Linked DNA regions of Oryctolagus cuniculus: region 1 is linked to region 2. A link is a contact called in public Micro-C data. All regions are on one chromosome and are shown on one strand. Each heading gives the region's core, a stretch centred on a gene start, on an enhancer-like site or on the middle of the called end of the contact. The rest is flanking DNA. Distances are from core to core; before and after follow the strand shown. Region 1 overlaps CLEC16A (C-type lectin domain containing 16A). Region 2 overlaps RMI2 (RecQ mediated genome instability 2).

Region 1 (4,341 bases), core at 388-2,887, 300 kb before region 2:
GTGCACGGGGTTTTCTGTGGCTCCTTATCCCTTCTAACAGCAGCAGGCTCCTCGGGCCTCCCCCTCCAGGGCACAGTTTATACCTTTGTGCTTCACCAGAGGCTGTGCCTTTAATCCTGCGGAGCTGCAGCAGCAGCGGAAAGTGACCAGGCTGCTACCAGGCGCACGCTAGGTGTCGGGTGCAGGGGTAAGCGCTGCACTGGACGTGATCGCGTTTCATCCCAACAGCAGTGAAGGGGCTATTACCACCCCCGTTCTATGGACGAGAAAGGATCGCCTCACAGCCGCGTGCCGGGCGGGTGTGGACCCAGACCTGGTTGTTATCTGGACCCTGCTCTGTTCTCCCGTGGCCTCGCCTCCCTTCTCACACGCCTTGTCCAGAATGAACCACTGACTTGAGGTTCATGGCGGCAACACTGTCTCACTTGGAGGTCTCTGATGGCTCCCAGCGCCAGGGTGGGGCCTGCCTCGTGGGGCCGTACCTCATCTGTGGTCCGTCTTTGTTTTAGCACACCAATGACTTTGCCCTGTACACGGAAGCCATCAAGTTTTTCAACCACCCTGAAAGCATGGTTAGAATTGCTGTAAGAACCATAACTTTGAATGTCTACAAAGGTAAGTTTCCTGGCGGCTCGGGCCTGGGCTGACTTGTGATGTGACTACAAGGGCTCACTCCCGTGTGTCTGCACACACTTCGCCCAAAGGCACGGGGGGGGGGGGGCGGGTGCTCATCTCTGGTAGCCCCGGGCTGCATGGCTCACGGAAGGCCGGCCCCTCGTGTCACTCTGCCGCTGCCCTTTGCGCATGTTCAAACTCCAGCACTGAAAGCAGGTGTCCCGTGAGGCAAGTGGGATTCGGACTGGACAAGCAAAGTTGCCTTTTAAACGGAGAGTTGCATTTTTATGTTTTGGCTTGTAAATTATATGTATACTTCAGTACAGTTAGGGGGTGTTTTATCTAAATACTGTATCTTTAATGTTAGGGAGGGGGTATTTTATCTTTAGACATTTCACCTCACAAACAACAGGGGGCAGTGTTGTATTCCTAACTGGCTGTAAAGCCCAGCACTTCCAAATTCCTGGGTATTTATTTATTTATTTTACGATTTACTTCCTGCGCAAAACAGTGCGTGCAGAAGAAGGCTTCGCCCAGCTCCTCTGCGCTGGCACGAAGGCTGGCCGGCCACAGTGTCCTCAACTGGAATTGCCTTTCAAAGGCCATGCCCTGGAAGTTGTGCCTGGTGCCAGGTCACTGCCTGGCTTTGGTCTTCTTGAGTCATGATCTTATTACTTGAGATGACCCTGAGTGGGGTGGGGTGCTCCCCAGGGACTCAGTCCAGCCTCGTTCTGCGAGGATATTCAGTTAAGAGCCTCTCCATCCAGAGTTGCAAACTGAGGGCTTGAAGGCAAGCCCAGCCCTCAGGCACGTCTCCATGGGCTTAGAGGGCTTTTGGAAGAGTACATAGTTGCCTGTCTTTAGAGCTTGGAAGATCTTGCACGACAGTCTGGGTTTCTGACTTGAGGATGGAGATCTGGCTCTTCCTGGACCTCGGTCCTGCCAGGCAGGAGTCAGCTGGAGCCAAAAAATAGCCACTCCTTTAGAAACTGAGGCCTGGACTCCCTGGCGCACACAGCGGGCTGGGGGCTTCCCTCCCGGGGCCACCTGGCAGGCTTCCGAGCTGCGAGCCCGGCCCGGGCGGGGGCCAGTCCCGCTGGCCTGCTCTGTTTCCTCGTGTTCTCCTCTAACCTGTGGATCTCGGGTTAGGCGCCTGCCGCCCCAGCTTGCTCTTCCTCTGCGCGCTGTCTCCCTTCCCGGTTCCTAACCCTGTTAATTGTTGTCTGTTTTTTGCCTTTCCTTCAATGACGATTCCCGTGTTCCTTATTCCAGTGTCATGTAAGTTTTTAACTTCTGGTTTTCTGCTTTCTTGACTTATCCTTACATGTAAATCAGGCAGCTGGCTTGAGAATGTGGGCATTCTCGTTGCAGTCCTAGTTAAATCCACTGCTGATATGCAGCCTGAACAAGGCACGACAAATGTTTAGCCCAACTGATTTATTTTAATAATTATAAAAATAGCATAAGCACTGCCTTGATAATTTTATGAATAAGATAAACATTTTCAAGTATTTCTAGGGAAGACAATTTCAGATTATAGCAGAGGGCTTTTTCAGTGTGGTTTTTTTTGGTTTGTTGGTTTTTTTTTTTTAATCTCTGCCAAGTTATTTTTGGTAGCTTGACTTTTTTTCCTTTTCTTTTGTGAATTTTCTCAGTGGATAACCAGGCCATGCTGCACTATATCAGAGATAAAACTGCTGTCCCGTACTTCTCCAACCTGGTCTGGTTCATCGGGAGCCACGTGATCGAGCTTGATAACTGTGTGCAGACTGACGAGGAGTAAGTGGCGTTCCCGGCATGCTGAGCAGGTAGCCGGGCGGCCGGCGGGGAGGAGCCGTGCTCCCCTGTGTGCAGGCAGAGCAGAGACTTCTGCAGAAGGTCCCGCTCGCCTGCTCGCTCAGCGGGAAGCTAACGAGGACTTAGAGGCCTCCTGGAGAGAGCAAGGGAGGTACATGCAGGCTCTCGGGCAGGGGGTCAGGTGATCCATCAGCTGGCGCACAGGTAATCAGACTCTGGTCCAGTAGAGTGACATTAGGCAGTAGGCAGGAGCAGAGTCCCGGCTCGTGCCCAGACACGGGTGAGCCTGCCAGCCTCGTGCTAAGGAACAGACACACAGGGCCACCCGTTGCCGGTTCGTTGGTATAAAATGCTCAGAAAGGCTGATCCTCAGGGTCTAGATGAGCAGGTCCTGGGGCGTGGGGTCGGGCAGAGAGGCGGCCCGGGGGCTGTGGGGAGCCGTGCCAGTGAGCGGAGGACTTCCTGCAGAGAGATGAGACTGTGCTCAAGGTGATTGTGAGGACAGTTGGACAACTGAGTAAGTTATTGTGTGTGTACTGTAAACGGGCAGATTTATGGTGTGTGAATTACATCTGTTTAAAAAAACACTCGAAGGTGGTGATTTTGTCCTCCTCTGCCTTGGCACTAAGTGCTTTGTGAGGGGGTATTTGGGAGGGAACACAGCTTCTCTGGCCTCTGCCTGCGAGACACCAGAAACACTCCTTCCCTAGTGTGAGAACCACAGATGTCTCTGGACATTGCCAAAGGCCCTCTTTAAGGCAAAAGTCCCGCTCAGTTGGGAACCACTGCCCCAGAGTGACAGCTGTGCCCAGGCCTGGTGGTCGGTGCTGCGAGATGGAGGCCAGGATGCTGGAGGGACCCAGGAGGGAGCTCAGAGGGAGAAGAGCAAGACAGCAACGGTGTTAGCGGTGCTGGGCAGGGAGCAAGGCCAGCTCGATGGCTGCTCCCTGGCATGTAGGGGAAGAGGAGCCCACGTGGACACCAACAGCCGTGGGTGCAAGATGTAACGTGCGGTCTTCTCTCGGCTCTGTAGGGAGCAGTCAGGAGTCCCACGCCAGTTACCCACAGCGACTACTGGGGCAGAGGTGGCAGGAACACAGCTCTGTCTCACGGGAGGCCCACAGATGGTGTCAGCATGGTGCAGTCATGAAACGGAGGGCCACGCAGATTCTGTAGGACATGGGGGAGCTACCTGCAGACAGAGCTCAGAGTGTTAGAAACTGTCTTGGCTGGAGGAGGGAGGGTGGTGGAGGCTGGGCCAGCAGCTGCTGTTCGGTGTCAGCAACTTTTCAATGCTACTTGAGTCTGAACCCATTTGCATACCCTACTTTGGTAAAATGTTTTTAATTAAAGTATCAAAAAGTGAAGTGCATTACATATCCTAATAAAAAATATCTCCCACGTATTTTATGGAGCAGGGCAAACGTGAAGCCTTGTGTACGAATGGTCATTATCTCGGGTACACTGTGGGTTCCTGTTAGACTTTCCAACATGGATTTACTATGCAATTTATTAAATATCTATTAAATATTTATTAAGTATCTTATTAAAATATAAGGGATATTACCTAAAATATTACCTAAAATAAAGTCAAAGACGTGGAGTTGATGCCGTTTTACAGCTAGATCCAGTCTAACACTTGCACTTTACACTGGCTGTCAGTAGAGAGGAGAATGTGGAAAAGCAGACTGGAGGCTACCAGCAGTCAAAGTGTTCATATTAGACGTCTGTCAGTGGTGGCATTATAGGAGCCTTTGATTTCTTTTGACTTTTATTTTCTTTTTAATGGTGCCTTTTGTAAAGTGACTGTCACTCAGAAGCTAATAGAAGCACAGTGTCTGACCCTAGCTAGATGGTGCTTTCGGTGGTGAAGGGACCCCCTGTTCCTAAGTGTGAGGCTGGCTCCAGGAGCCCTGTGTGCCTGCCACT
Region 2 (4,015 bases), core at 874-3,373:
CTTGTTGTTCAACTTCCTGTGTGACTATGAGCGTGGTCCCGACCTCTCCGTTCTTCAGTTTCCTTATCTGAGATGCACAGCCTGCACAGCTCACGGTACAGGTGGATGTGAGGAGTCAGTGAAGGTGCTGTGTAAGTCGCTCATTACGGTGCCAGGCAGACAGCAGGTGCTAAATTGTTGTTGCTGGGAGGAGCAGCAAGTTCTCCCTTGCATCCTTTGAAATACAAGGATACTTGGGCCGGCGCCGCAGCTCACTAGGCTAATCCTCCGCCTGCAGCGCCGGCACACCAGGTTCTAGTCCCTGTCGGGGCGCCGGATTCTGTCCCGGTTGCCCCTCTTCCAGGCCAGCTCTCTGCTGTGGCCCGGGAGTACAGTGGAGGATGGCCCAGGTGCTTGGGCCCTGCACCCCATGGGAGACCAGGAGAAACACCTGGCTCCTACCTTTGGATCAACGCGGTGCGCCAGCCGCAGCGGCCATTGGAGGGTGAACCAACGGCAAAAGGAAGACCTTTCTCCCTGTCTCTCTCACTATCCACTCTGCCTGTCACAAAAAAAAAAAAAAAAAAAAAAAAAAAAAAAAAAAGGATACTTCAGAAAGTTGATGGGAAGATGGAATTAGAAGATAAATTTATGTTGGGACCAAAAAAATTTGACATCTCTGCCTACAAGAGGTCTTCCACAAAGTTCATGGAAATGTGGATTAAGAAAAAAAGTGCATGGATTTAAAAAAAATTTTTTTGTACCAAAATAAACTCTTAATTCCATTTTCCATGAACTTTCTGAAGTACCCTTGTGGATGTGTGCATACACTTTATTCTGAAAGTTTTAGACCTATGGGAAATGCAACAACAGTATAAAGTGTTCCCATACACGAGTACCCAACTTCCCCGTCATTACCCTCTTACACAAGTAAGGGCATTTATTACAATTCGTGGGCCTCTGCTGAGGTTAGTTGTTAATCCAAGCCTGCACTGCAGTCAGATTTTTTAGTTTCTCCCTCATGTCCTCTCCTGTTCCAGGGTCCCATGGACAACACCACATTCCATGCAGTTAGGACGCCCGTGTCTGCCGTGGGAGTGCCAGGATTTGATGCCTGGCTGCTGCTCCTGACTCCAACTCCCTGGGAGGCAGTGCTGATGGCTCAAATAATGGTTCCTGCCACCCACGTGGGAGACATGGGTTGTGTTCTCAGATTTGGGACCCATCCAACCCCCACCCTTGCAAGATGGAAACTGGCTTTCTCTGTCTCTGATTCTCAAATAATGTGTTTTAAAGATTTATTTATTTATTTATTTATTTGAAAGGGAGAGACAGAGAGAGAGATGTTCCAACCATTGGTTCACTCCCCAAATGGCTGCAACGGCCAGAGCTGGGCTGGTCCGGAGCCAGAAGCTAGGAGCTTGTTCCAGGTCTCCCAAGTGGGTACAGGGGCTCACGCATTTGGGCCATCCTCCACTGCTTTCCCAGGTACATTAGCAGGGAGCTGGATCAGAAGTGGAGCAGCCGGGACACAAACCGGCGCCCACATGGGATGCCAGCACTGCAGGCCGCAGTTTAACCCACGACACCACAGCGCTGGCCCCTCAAATAATGTTTTTTGGTTTAACTTTGTCATAAAAGTATCAGGGGGTTCCAGTAGTAGTCCTTGAACCGGGAGTGTGGTAGATCCCCTAAGATCTTGGTCTGCTCTGTCCTGCTGCTGTTCCACTCCTTACCCTAAGCCTGTTTTTCTGCTAGAAAACTGCCGCCAGCTGCCGAGAACCGCGGCACCATGTCCTGCCCAGTGTGTGCTCGCCCAGCTTCTGGTACTTGATGCCCGGCTAGAAGGGCGTGCTGGGGCTGACCTTGATGCCTGGGCAGTAAGCGGTCTCGGGAGCATGGCCGTGGGGAAGGAGGGAGCCAGGTGTTTTTTTCCAGCAGTCCCCGAAGCGGCTGAATTTCCCTCCAGGCTGGAAGCAGGAGCCAGCTGTGTGGTTCCTCTGCATGTTAACAACTCTCACTGTTGCGGTTCGTGCTTCCTCCTTGACATCACCGAATGAAAAGGCATCAGAGGTTTTAGCTCGCTGGTGCCAACCCAGCGCCGAGCAGCCAGCACCGCCCACCAGACAACGGCAGGCCTGTGCACTCCGGCGTGCGGCTTCCCTTCTGAAATGAGCTCTTTTCTAAGAACTGAAGATCAGCAACCTAGCCTGTGATGTCACTTTTCTTGGAACTGCTTTACATTACCCAAAAAAGAAAAAACGAAACCCTCATTGAGCTGGCTGTAGATTGCTTCTTTCTGTTGCATGTTCTTGTAAAGCTTCAATATTACAGCAAAGTCCCTGTGCTTCAGGAATGACCACAAGAGAGAACTGACTGTCTGATCTGAGCTGCTTCTGGATGAGCTGGTTAAATAGAAATGGGAAGTGGAAGCCACTGCGTGTGGAGTCGCCTACACGTTACAAGGGCCACAACTGTGCCATCTGAGGATCACCAAATGGGTAGGACTCTCTTGGCCAAACCTCAGGCCACATCCAAACGGTGCCTGTTGGCAAGAATGAAAGGGAAGTGCCTGTTCATCCCTGGTGACCTACATTTAGCAAGTATCTTGTGCGAAAGAACACTGCCCCCTTGGCCCTGCCTGCTCAGGACAAGAGAGACAGCAAGGTTGCCACAGTGGGGTCCAGTCCTGGGGCTGTCGCTTCCCCTCCGACCCCGGGCTTGGAAGTCAGCCCGTGCAGTGGGTGGCGGCTGGTAGACCCCCGTCCCGAGCGCAGGTCTCTAGTTACAGGAGTTGTTCTGAGAGCGGCGGGGGCTCTGCCTGGCGGGGGGGCTTCCAGAGCTATGATCCTCATACTCATCTCTTTTCTATCTTATTCATGGATTTTTTTTAGTTCTGTGGGTTTTTTTAAAAAGATGTATTTATTCATTTATTTGAAAGAGTTACAGAGGGAGAAGAGAGAGAAAGAAAGCTTCCATCTGCTAGTTCACTCCCCAAATGGCTACAGTGGCTGGGACTGGGCCAGGCTGAAGCCAGGAGCCAGGAGCTTCTTCCAGGTCTCCCAAGTGAGTGGCAGGGGCCCAAGTACTTGAGGCATCCTCTGCTGCTTTCCCAGGCGCATTAGCAGGGAGCTGGATCAGAAATGAAGCAGCCGAGACTCGAACTAGTGCCCATATGGGATTCTAGTGCCACAGAGGCTTAACCCACGGCACCACAATGCCGGCCCTCTGTTACTTCTCTCTGAGCCTGCCCAGCACCACACAGGTGGGCAGTTGGTAAGACAGAGGAAATGCACAGGCAAGGGTGTGGTGTTCTTGAGTCTGCACTTGACCCACTGCAGTTTTCTAATGAAAGGAGTCCCTCCACAGGCCAGGCCTAGACAACCTTTCGGATCAAGCATTGTGGGACTTTTTTTTAGAGATGATTTGAAAGGCAGAGTGACAGAGAACTCTTCCGTGTGCTGGGTCACTACCCAAATGGCCACAAACAGCCGGGGCTGGGCCAGGCCGATGCCTGGAACCCAGAACTCCATCTGATCTCCCACAGGGGTGGCAGGGGCTCAAGTGCTGAGCCATCTCGTGCTGTGTTCCCAGATGCATCAGCAGGCAGCTGGATCAGAGGCAGAACAGCTGGGACTGGAACCAGTGCTCTGATGGGGGATGTTGGCGTCCCACGCGGTGGCCTCCATCCTGTGCTGTCTTAATGGACCTGATGAGCCCAATGGTGCCGGCTGGAGTCTTGGGTCCCCTACTCTGAAGCACAGAAGGAAGACTTGAATATAAAGGGGTCGGGGGAAACGATACAGCTGATTCCACAAAAGGACTTATGTGAGTTAGGCAGAACCTAAAATGCTAGGCCCATGAGAACCTCTCAGTGTCACATTCAGGGCCAGCATCGTGACACAGTGGGTTAAAGCACTGCTTGGGACACCCATGTCCTACACCAGAGTGCCTGGGATCGAGTCCCAACTCTGCTTGCAATCCAGCTTCCTGGTGGGTGCACCTGGGAGGCGGCAGCTGGTGGCCCACATGCTGG

What was found. A called contact is a pair of places that touch in the nucleus more often than the background predicts.
Region 1: a contact with region 2 is called in a Micro-C map of ear pinna, with 4 times the contacts expected there. The contact joins two enhancer-like sites. A contact is called at or near these places in 3 of 6 Hi-C or Micro-C datasets (ear pinna, embryonic fibroblasts and an unstated tissue).

The regions. Positions count from the first base shown.
Region 1 is chr19:25,571,612-25,575,952 of mOryCun1.1, reverse strand. It overlaps CLEC16A (C-type lectin domain containing 16A), which reads left to right. Exons shown (of 26, transcript XM_051847427.2): 6 at 510-615; 7 at 2,271-2,394. Among named protein-coding and RNA genes, the nearest start is that of CLEC16A, 30 kb to the left of the region's middle. Within about 2 kb of position 1,637, at least 1 of the 8 cell types and tissues checked has an H3K27ac peak or open chromatin away from gene starts, as enhancers often do.
Region 2 is chr19:25,275,394-25,279,408 of mOryCun1.1, reverse strand. It overlaps RMI2 (RecQ mediated genome instability 2), which reads left to right. Exons shown (of 3, transcript XM_002711750.5): 2 at 1-4,015. Among named protein-coding and RNA genes, the nearest start is that of RMI2, 9.5 kb to the left of the region's middle. Within about 2 kb of position 2,123, at least 1 of the 8 cell types and tissues checked has an H3K27ac peak or open chromatin away from gene starts, as enhancers often do.